Regions from separate parts of the Mus musculus genome. Here region 2 is linked to region 1. Evidence: chromatin contacts called from public targeted proximity ligation data. All regions are on one chromosome and are shown on one strand. The core of a region is the stretch at or near the end of the contact, and the rest is flanking DNA. Distances in the headings are between cores, read along the strand shown. Region 1 has its middle 150 kb from the start of Gm31331. Region 2 has its middle 87 kb from the start of Psat1.

Region 1 (4,912 bases), core at 52-2,551:
CATACTCTATCGGCACAAGCAGCTTCCTTCGGATATGGCTACAAACCCTCCTCCTGGATGTTTGAGCGTCTCAGTGTTCAATCACTTACTACTTTATATTGCCTGAGCCCTGACTGATACAGGTAATAGGCACCCTACCTCAGAAAGAGGAATCCAGATGGCAAAAGCCAAATGATCTTGAAAGACAGGTTCTACAGAGTATGTGGGGGAGGGGGTCTCCAACTTCATTCATACCTTTAAAAAAAGCCCTCCTTCCAACAAAGCTTTATTGAACTCTGGTGGTGCTCTACAAATCCACTGGTAAGCACATGAAAAGGTAGGTTCCTCTAGCCCAATAGCACTCACAGCACAATTCTCATTGATTGACGCTGATTAAGCATATTTGATCAGACTATAAAAGTGTTTCCTAATTACCAATGACAAAGAAACCCCTTGAAAGGAAGCCATGATGAGAGGATCTGTGGGTAACAGCATAAATGTAATTGAGGAACCAAACCAACCCATGTTGTAAACACATAAACACAGTTATATCCTTCCTTACCAAGCCTGTGGCCATAAGGAAGCCACATCAGTTTATCCTCTGAGCAGCTGCTTGCAAGTTTCTGTCTTAAAAGCCTTTATGAAATTAGGAATCACAGTTCAAGGACCCAGCTCAGTAACTGACAGAATGGCCACTTTTGTCCCCTACCAGGCACTACTCTTCCTCAATGCACCTGACATGTTTATGCCCCAGGACATGTTAGTGTCCCCTAATACTAACTTACTACACTGTCCTGTGTTTAAAAGCTGTTCAATAATGCTTGAATGAGTAAGTGCTAGAATGAATGAACACAAGAATAAACTGCATGGTAATAATTCGTGCTTGCTAATTGTTACTTGAATTATTCACATTATAATTGAGTATAGAGAATAGAGTGTAGAGCACTAAGGCTCACTCTAGCAAAGAGGAAGCAGTCTTCCATAAGTCAAAGAGGAAAGAGGGCACAGAAAAGCAAATAGTGGAAACACAAGTTCAGTGTACGGCATCGTCTTCTTGACTAGGCATCTTCTGGTCCCTTGTGGATGATGACTGACCTTTCTGCCCTGCAGTCAGTATGGGCCCCCTATGCCTTGTTGCACTGACTCTGAGCCCCATGATTTCCTGAGCCCTGAGCAAGGCTCCTACGCATTAAATAAGAGCCCCCTGCGAGTGAGACAGGCTCTCATTTCTGCTGAAGGAAATGAATTCAGAAAGAAAATGATAATCTCCTGGGAGTAACACCCACACAGTCATCACTCAAGTGATCCCACGAGGCTCTGAACCCGACTGAACAGAGCTTCATAAAGCTTCCTTTCAAGGGGTTTCTTTGTCATTGGTAATTAGGAAACACTTTTATAGTCTGATCAAATATGCTCAATCTACGTCAATTTTGTACTTATTTTTAAACTAAACCCATTGTTTCCCTTTTTCTAATTTTCTTTTCTTTTTAACCTATGAATCTCTAATTTAATATCAGTTCCCCCTTCTAACTCCTTCCCACATCCTCTTTCTCACACGATAGCCCAGATGTCAATAACAATATTCCAAAACCATTTCTGAGTGACATCTTTATTCATTGTAATTTTTTTTCTTCCTCTTCTAAAAGAGTCTCAGGTCTGGACACTGTCTCAAGGCCTTGTTAGTTTTAATCATTCGATAGTCTCTTTACTCATTCTATTGATGGCTCCTGAGCAACTACTGTATGCCTGGCAGCATTCTGAGTAAGGTGGCACTCCAGCTTGTAGAACTTATCTTCTGATGAGAATACACAGCTCTCTCGAGAATACATTACAAAAATAAAGGCATGGGTAAAATTTGCTTTGGGGAGCCTGTCATCTCCCCCTTTCAACACATTTTTTGGTCTTCTGCTTATCCTTTACACCACCCACGGTCAAAATTTCTCTCTCCGTGGATTCCTACAGCTGCTCTATCCCCACTAGATCAGAGCTCCAGTAAGCAAGGTTAATCCACACTTAGAAATACCGTTACATTTAAACTAAATCAGTGTAGCCTGCATCCTAAAGCCTCTCAAATGAGGGTAAGTGTAGGGCAAGCCAGGAATTTGCAAAACCACAGGGAAAAGCCAGGGCTAGGGTGTCCAGCCTACCAGATGAGAAATGAGAATATAATAATAGAACTCAGAATATAAAATACAATAAAAATTTTAGATAAAATGAGTGGGGAGGAGTGAAGTTAACAGTTTTACACTCCCCCCAGAATGCTTAAGACCTGTGAGAGACAAAGACAAATGGGGACAGATGGGAGGGAGAGAGAGAGAGAGAGAGAGAGAGAGAATGGTGAGCTGGTGAGTGTGAAGCACAGTGGTCTGGATACTGTTCCATGGGGCCTGGATCTCTAGCCTTGGCATCCCAATGCTCTCCTGTAGAAACTTTCCCTGTTGATGAGAAAGCCACCTTTGCCCACTTCACTGGCCTAGGCCCATCTCTAGAACTCCTCTCATACTACACATCACTTTTCAGACATTGGGCCTTCCTTCTTCTTCCCAAATGCATTCACCTCATGCCACCCGCCCCAGTTTTGAACATACATACATACATACATACATACACACACACACACACACACACACACACACACAAAACACTAAAAATCTCTCCCCCCATTCTTCCCCTACCTTGGCCACCATGACTTAGTTTCACAAGATATTTTTGTTCTGGTCATTTGCTTTTTATCTAAATCAAAACATCTGGGTAGACTTGGAAACTGTGTGACTAAACAGGAAGAAGCTGTCTGCTATCTACTCTAAGGACCATTTTAATTCCCTATACAGTGTTTACTGGCACCTAAAATCATTGTAACTTAGTTATCTGTATAGTTGATGTCTGCCTTGCCCACCTAGATTGTAAGTTCCAGAAAAGCAGGGAACCTGCCTACTCTGTCTTCTGACACAAGCCTTCCTCCAAAGTATCAGGACTACCATAGACCTCACATATACTGAACATGTCACACATTTGCCTTGTAATTACAGACTGAAGTAAAAAACATTTCAATAGCATTTTAACAAAATAGCAAGAGATGAAAGAGCAGAAAAGCTAAAGACTCGGCCTTTTTATTTTAGATGTTATTGTGAATCTGCTGATGTAGGCAAATGATTGTACCTACTAATTCCCCCAAAATGGTCCATTTCTTGTTAGCCAGACTTTTAATTCAGATAGACTGCGCCCAATGTTTTCTTGTCCTTGAACACCCACAGTTCAAAATTCTACTGTCAATATCCTCCAGAAAATATAGGAATGGGGTTGGGTGGGGGTGGATGTTGTGCCCACCTCGGCCGGCAAGGAAGACATAACATGGTCGGATTCTTCTCAACAGCCTTTATTGCAGAAAAGCCTCGCTGCTGCTACGGAGACCCCAGGAACCCAGAGGGGTCTGCTTATATACTCTCAGCCCCCATCCACTCACGGCAGGCCACGCCACCTCACCAGGCACGCAGCTTCAGCCAATCAGGGCGGCAGGGGCTCATCTCCACCAAATATGGACTTGTTTACACCGCCAGCATCATGGTGCACCTGCGCAGCTCTCACGATGGACGATGGACGTGGCTTATTTTCAGGTGTATGAGGAAGTCAGGTGCAAGTCATAAGACTTAGCTGCAGTCCCGGGCACCATCTTGGGACTGCTGCCACACCCACTCCTCACAGGTGGGGATACTAACAGGATGAAAGGTGTTTTGATAAAGGTACATAGAAATTATTTTGAGGAGAGGAAGTCAGTTCAAGAGTCAGAGAAACATCACTATGACCAGGGTTTGTAGGGACAAGAAGAAATTTTACAAAGAGAGAGGAAGCAGGAGATTAGTCTAAGCTCAGTAGTAAGAACATAGGTACCAAGGTAAAATTAAGAGTATCTGCATTTATAATGAAAGGAAAGGACTTTCCCATACAAGGAACTAGGAAGCAAAAGAAACAGTTGAGGAGTGGTGAGTCTGTGAAGGGCCTATGCCATCAAACTCCAAGACTCACAATTCTGCTGCTTAGGAGTTATGGCGAGGCTTTGAGGAGAGTGACAAGAACAGGCCTGTGTTTTGGAAAGGCTGACAGAGATGAGAGGAGGGATGTAGCCAGGTAGGAGGAGGAGGAGGAGGAGGAGGAGGAGGAGGAGGAGGAGGAGGAAGAGGAAGAAGAGGAAGAAGAGGAAGAAGAGGAAGAAGAGGAAGAAGAGGAAGAAGAGGAAGAAGCAGCAGCAGCAGCAGCAGCGGTGGCAGCAGCCAATCCTGAGACTAGTGCATTCACATAGGTAGATGACCAGGGCTCTACGCTGGGACAGAGATAAGTCAACCAAAGAAGAAAGTGGCAAGACTCCCTAATTAGATGTGCAGTGTAGAAGCAAGAGTAAGAGCGTGGAAGAATAGGGAAATTGTCATCGTGCATGGCAGCCTCAGACTGGGAACATAGGAAGGAGACAGGTTTGAAGGGAATTCTCTCAGCTGCTGATGCACTTGAATGTGTGACTCCTTCCGGCAGCCCTGGCATTTTAGTGGTTGTTAAAGACCTCTGTGCCTTAACTAGTGGGTATTAAAAGGCTGAGATAAAAGCATCCTGACAGACCAGCAGGAGAGGTATTTTAAGACAGTGTCTGTCTCAGGATCCTCCCTCCAGCCACCCACAAAGACCACGGCCTTCATTAACTGAGCATGGGCCAAGCCTGCTGCCAGCCAGCACTGACACCCCCCACATCTCCACTGTCATACATTATAAGTTGTTTCAATCATCTCACATAATGAGCCCACTTTGCAATTCCATTATGATTCACTCTCAAGTTTAAAAGCTACAGCCAAAGTGGATAAAGGAAAAGCATCAGGGAGGTACTGTGACATCCTCTGGGGTTTCACACGCTTCCCTGGCGGCTCAGCCAGCCTTCTGGGCACATAGA
Region 2 (5,036 bases), core at 1,065-3,564, 1.6 Mb after region 1:
TTTCTGTTGGAGCCACTGTTCCGAGACACAGCCTTTTGCTAGGTCACACTCAGCAGCTCAGATCGCTATGAGAATGGAGGCAGGGGTTGCTCCAGTCTTTGGGTTTGAATAATTCTGGTGCAAGATCCAGAAAGGTGGGAACCAGACCACTAGTGAGATAACCACCAGCTTGGTTAGAAAGGAGGGACACAAGAAATCTAAAGGACTGTGACAGAGGCAAGAGCCAGTGAGACTTGACAGATTCAAGAGGACCATAGACTGGTGCCTTCCATTAGGTGCATGGCTGTGTGTGCACGAACTCCAGGCCTCTGTAAGAGCAGTGTTTGTCTCTAACTGTTGAGCCACACTCCCGTATACACACCTCCAACCACAGATATGCACGCCCCCTACCCATCACCTCTTGAGTCTTTGTGACAGACAAAACTGTCTCAAAATGTAATAAAAATGAAATGTCCAGAATGCTTCCAAGGTCACAGAGAGTTGCCACTTCTGGTCTTCAGAATTCTTGGAATCCCCAAGGTGAGAGAAGGAGAGAGGGAGAGAGAGGGAGAGAGAGAGAGAGAGAGAGAGAGAGAGAGAGAGAGAGAGAGAGAGAGAGAGAGAGAGAGACTCAGAAGTCTAACCAGCCCATCAAAGTGCCAGTCATTTGAGCAGAATTGCTTTGGACCTTTGAGACCAGCCAAGCATCAAAAGCTGCCTAGTATACATCTCACCAGGCAACTGAGTTGCCCAAAATCCAGACCCACAAGATTTGGAGGGAGTTGATCTAAGATTGTCTCACACCAGCTGAGAACGTAGAAACAAGGTTGAGTCAGGTTTGAGGTGGGCCAGGTCAGTACCCTGGGAATGGACTGCCAAGGCTGAACCACTGCCTCGCTGTACTGAGAATGTGTGGGAGAAAAATGACTACCAAGGGCTGGGGTGGCTGACTATGCAGGGTGAAATGATCGCTAATCACTTGCTGTTTTTACTCTGGAAAAGAAAAAAAAAGAGGTGAGGGAGCTCTACACATTATTCACTAGTGAGTCACCTCAGCTGCCACCATGATGCCTGGTGACACATAATTAGAAAACAAATGACAGATTAGTTTAATAATATTCATTAGCAACTAATGAAACTGACAGTGTTTCCTATTGAAAGCAACTTGGGCTGTTAGTTGATTTTAAGCAAATTATGCTCCTCCCTGTCCATGCTCCCTTTCCGCCTCCCGCCTCCCCCAACATCTCCCTTCTCCCTCCTCCCCATATGCCTTTCAGCTAAATGAGAGGCTAGAGGTAAAGAGCAGGAGAGGATTGTAAGTGGGTCATAAAATAGGGCATAAAGGGTGAGATGGTTGAGGGGAACAAAAGGAGACATGATCAGAAAGCGAGGGAGGGAAGAGGCTGGGGGAGGGGGTGTCCATAGAGGAGGGGAAGAGGAGCGACCCATGCTTCCCCTGTGGTCTTCAAACAAGCAGCTGCTGTCAAAAACAAACTTCCACTTGTCACAGCCAGGAAATGGTTAACAGGAAAAAAATCAATGCTTCCTTTCAGGCATTGTTGTTCTTTTTCCCTTTAAAAAAAAAAATCTCCCCAGCAAGAATTTTTAACGATATGCAGAAATCATAGCTGTCTTGCTGAATTGGTGTAGGACTGACCCCCCTTGACAGTTCTTAAATTATTCAGCTATCAAGGGCCTGCTAAACATTAAATTAAGCATCCTCTCTCCCCTGTCCTAAACCATTAAGTTATGCAAATGCACAGATAATGGGGCATATGACAGCTGGAGGCATTAATCACGCAGCTCTGTCTCTGGGCCGTTGTTATGTGGAAACTGCATCTGCCAACAGACGGAACAGCCACAATTAGATCTCTTAATGGAACGGGGAGCCACTACCTGGTCCTCCACGCAGCTCAGGTTGTAGACCTGGGAGTGAATGAGGCCCTTGAGAGAGCTTGTGAGCTCATCTTTTCTCTGCCCCTCCCCCCTCCTTAATACCTGCTCCTCCAATTGAAATGAAAAATTACCTGTAATTGTTATCATTTGCAAACAAAACCTGTCAGAAGATGAACCTGCTGTTTACAGCGGATGTTTTTGTTGCTCCCTGGGAAGGTTCTTTGGGGAATTTCCTTCATTTGTTTTTTTGTTTTTTGGTTTTGGGTTTGTTTTTTTTTTTAAAAACTAAGTCTGTCTTTGAAGATGTAAAGATGTGGGCACTGCAGAGTGGGAAGTAACCACTGTCCCCTGAGAGCCTCCAAAGTGCCCCCATCAAAGAGGGGACAGACTACCCTGAAAAACTGCCAGAAACACTCCCCTGCTTATCTGCAGATGCTTGTCAAAGAAAGCCCAACTGCTCTCCCAAGCTCCCCCACAGGAAGTCATGAATGAGAAGATAATGGAGACAGCTCATTATCTGCCAAGGAACTTTCACCTCCTTTGAGATTTATGACTTAACACACTCAATTTACAGCTGGTGGGGGTGTTAAGTCCAAGTTGTTAAGCATGGCTGAGAAGGCCAACTGTTTTGTCTTCTCTTTTGCATATTACTCTATTATAAGAACAGGAGTTTGAGAGTTCCTGATCAGCTGACAGTTGTCATGCACACAGGACTTCAGTTGGCCCAACATCACTTTCCTAATGGCTTCCTGGCAAAAGGACTCTTTCTGCACGGTATTTACACTGGAGGCTGAAGTTGGAGGCCATGCAAGACTATTACCCTCTCCACACCTCAAACAGCAGTGCAACAATTTCATGTCCTGACATTTTTTGTTATGAAAAGTTATGTTCTTTGAAACCATTTTTTGTTTGTTTATTTGTTTGTTTTGTTTTGTTTTGTTTTTGTTTTTGTTTTTGGAAACCATTGTTCTCAAATGAAGTCTCAGGACTATTCCCACTGGGTCCCTGGCAACATCTGTTCCATCAAACATCTGCCCTTCTTAAAATCGGGAGCAACTGTAGAGCTAACAATGAACCGAACCGTGTTTTCCCCTTCCCTTGAAAAGGCTCCAGTGCTTTCAGAAAGTCTGCATATATTTATGAGCAAGAACCGGGGGCTGCCAAGGGGACTGTGACAGTAGCCAGCAGCAGAAGCCAGCCGGTCCTGCTTCCCCTAGAGCTCACAATAGCCACTCTTTCAGACCAATTACCTCTAAGCAGGGCCAGTACCCCTCCAGCACAGGCCTCACCCCTGACCTTGAAAATACCTGGCTTATGCAAAGAAGAATTCAGGCCAGCTCTTGAGAATCTCTGATTACTACTGAGGGGGGAACTCACCCAAAGACTTAACCTGGAAAGACTCAGGATTGTCACCTTCAGCATCTATAACAGTTTTTGTCTGTTAAGCCTTCTGGCCCTGGCATGCTTCCTTTTCCCAAATTTCCAAGCAATTCTTCTTCCTAAGAACCTTCTGGAAACTGGAAAAATAATCACAAGCTGGCCTGCATGTCTGATCCTTCAGATCCCATGTGGAGTGTGGTCCACATGGCTACAGGACTGGCTCCAGGGTTGTGTGTTACTGTTTTTCTAAACCATCTCGCCAACATAACAAAACGACCCAAATGCAAGTCTGCTTGGTGTTTCTGCATTTGATAGTTGTAGGGAGACGATGAGCCCCACAGGTAGTGCAAATGGAACCTACCATCAATGTTGAACCTGACCAAGAACACATAGACCAAGAATCAGTAGTGCATTAGCCTGGAGGTGGTGGCACATGCCTTCAATCCCAGCACTAGGGAGGCAGATGCAAGTGGATCTCTGAGTTCAAGGCCAGTCTGGTCTATAGAGTGAGTTCCAAGAGAGCCAGGGCTACACAGATCTTTCCATGGAAGAGGTGGAAGGAGATACTTTTGCTCTTTCAAATCCTACCTGCAAAAGCACAGAGAGATTAGCATTCTCCCTGCAAAGATTCACAATTGCCTTTTGCTCCACTGTTGGGAGCCGCGCCCACATTCGCCGTTACAAGATGGCGCTGACAGCTGTGTTCTAAGTGGTAAACAAATAATCTGCGCATGTGCCAAGGGTATCTTATGACTACTTGTGCTCTGCCTTCCCCGTGACGTCAACTCGGCCGATGGGCTGCAGCCAATCAGGGAGTGACACGTCCGAGGCGAAGGAGAATGCTCCTTAAGAGGGACGGGGTTTCGTTTCTCTCTCTCTCTTGCTTCTTGCTCTCTTGCTTCTTGCTCTCTTGCTTCTTGCTCTCTTGCTTCTTGCTCTCTTGCTTCTTGCTCTCTTGCTTCCTGCACCCTGGCTCCTGAAGATGTAAGAAATAAAGCTTTGCCGCAGAAGATTCTGGTCTGTGGTGTTCTTCCTGGCCGGTCGTGAAAACGCGTCTAATAACAATTGGTGCCGAATTCCGGGACGAGAAAAAACTCGGGACTGGCGCAAGGAAGATCCCTCATTCCAGAACCAGAACTGCGGGTCGCGGTAATAAAGGTTCCCGTAAAGCAGACTGTTAAGAAGGATTCAACTGTATGAATTCAGAACTTTTCAGCTGGGGAACGAGAGTACCAGTGAGTACAGCTTTACGAGGTAAGTCTGATCTTGAACTTTCTAACGAAATTCAAGACAGTCTATCAGAAGTAAAGTGGAATATGTTTGGCCTTGAATTTTTTCTGGTGTTAGGAGCCCTTTTGTTCCTTTTCACATGTTATCAAGTGGTTAAGATAGGGAGGATTCTAGAGGAAATTCAGGACAAGCTATCAGAAGTAAAGTGGGGAGAGAGAGTAGGAACAAAGAGGAAATATGGTACACAAAATAAGCATACAGGCCTTTCCACGGGTCTTGAACCCGAGGAAAAGTTAAGGTTAGGTAGGAATACCTGGAGAGAGATTAGAAGAAAAAGAGGAAAAAGGGAAAAGAAGAAAGATCAATTAGCGGAGGTCTCTAGGAAAAGGAGCCTGTGCTCATCGCTGGATGGGCTCGGGGAGCCAGCTCTTAGTAGCTCTGAAGCAGGTGAAGAATCCTCCTCTGAGGAAACAGACTGGGAGGAAGAAGCAGCCCATTACCAGCCAGCTAATTGGTCAAGAAAAAAGCCAAAAGCGGCTGGCGAAGGCCAG

What was found.
Region 2: a contact with region 1 is called in a targeted proximity ligation map of large pre-B cells, with 10 times the contacts expected there. A contact is called at or near these places in 1 of 484 Hi-C or Micro-C datasets (cortical neurons), 1 of 130 datasets of targeted methods (large pre-B cells) and 1 of 9 other capture datasets (embryonic tail).

What each region holds. Positions count from the first base shown.
Region 1 is chr19:14,242,505-14,247,416 of GRCm38.p6, forward strand. No RefSeq gene overlaps it. Among named protein-coding and RNA genes, the nearest start is that of Gm31331, 150 kb to the left of the region's middle.
Region 2 is chr19:15,835,482-15,840,517 of GRCm38.p6, forward strand. No RefSeq gene overlaps it. Among named protein-coding and RNA genes, the nearest start is that of Psat1, 87 kb to the right of the region's middle.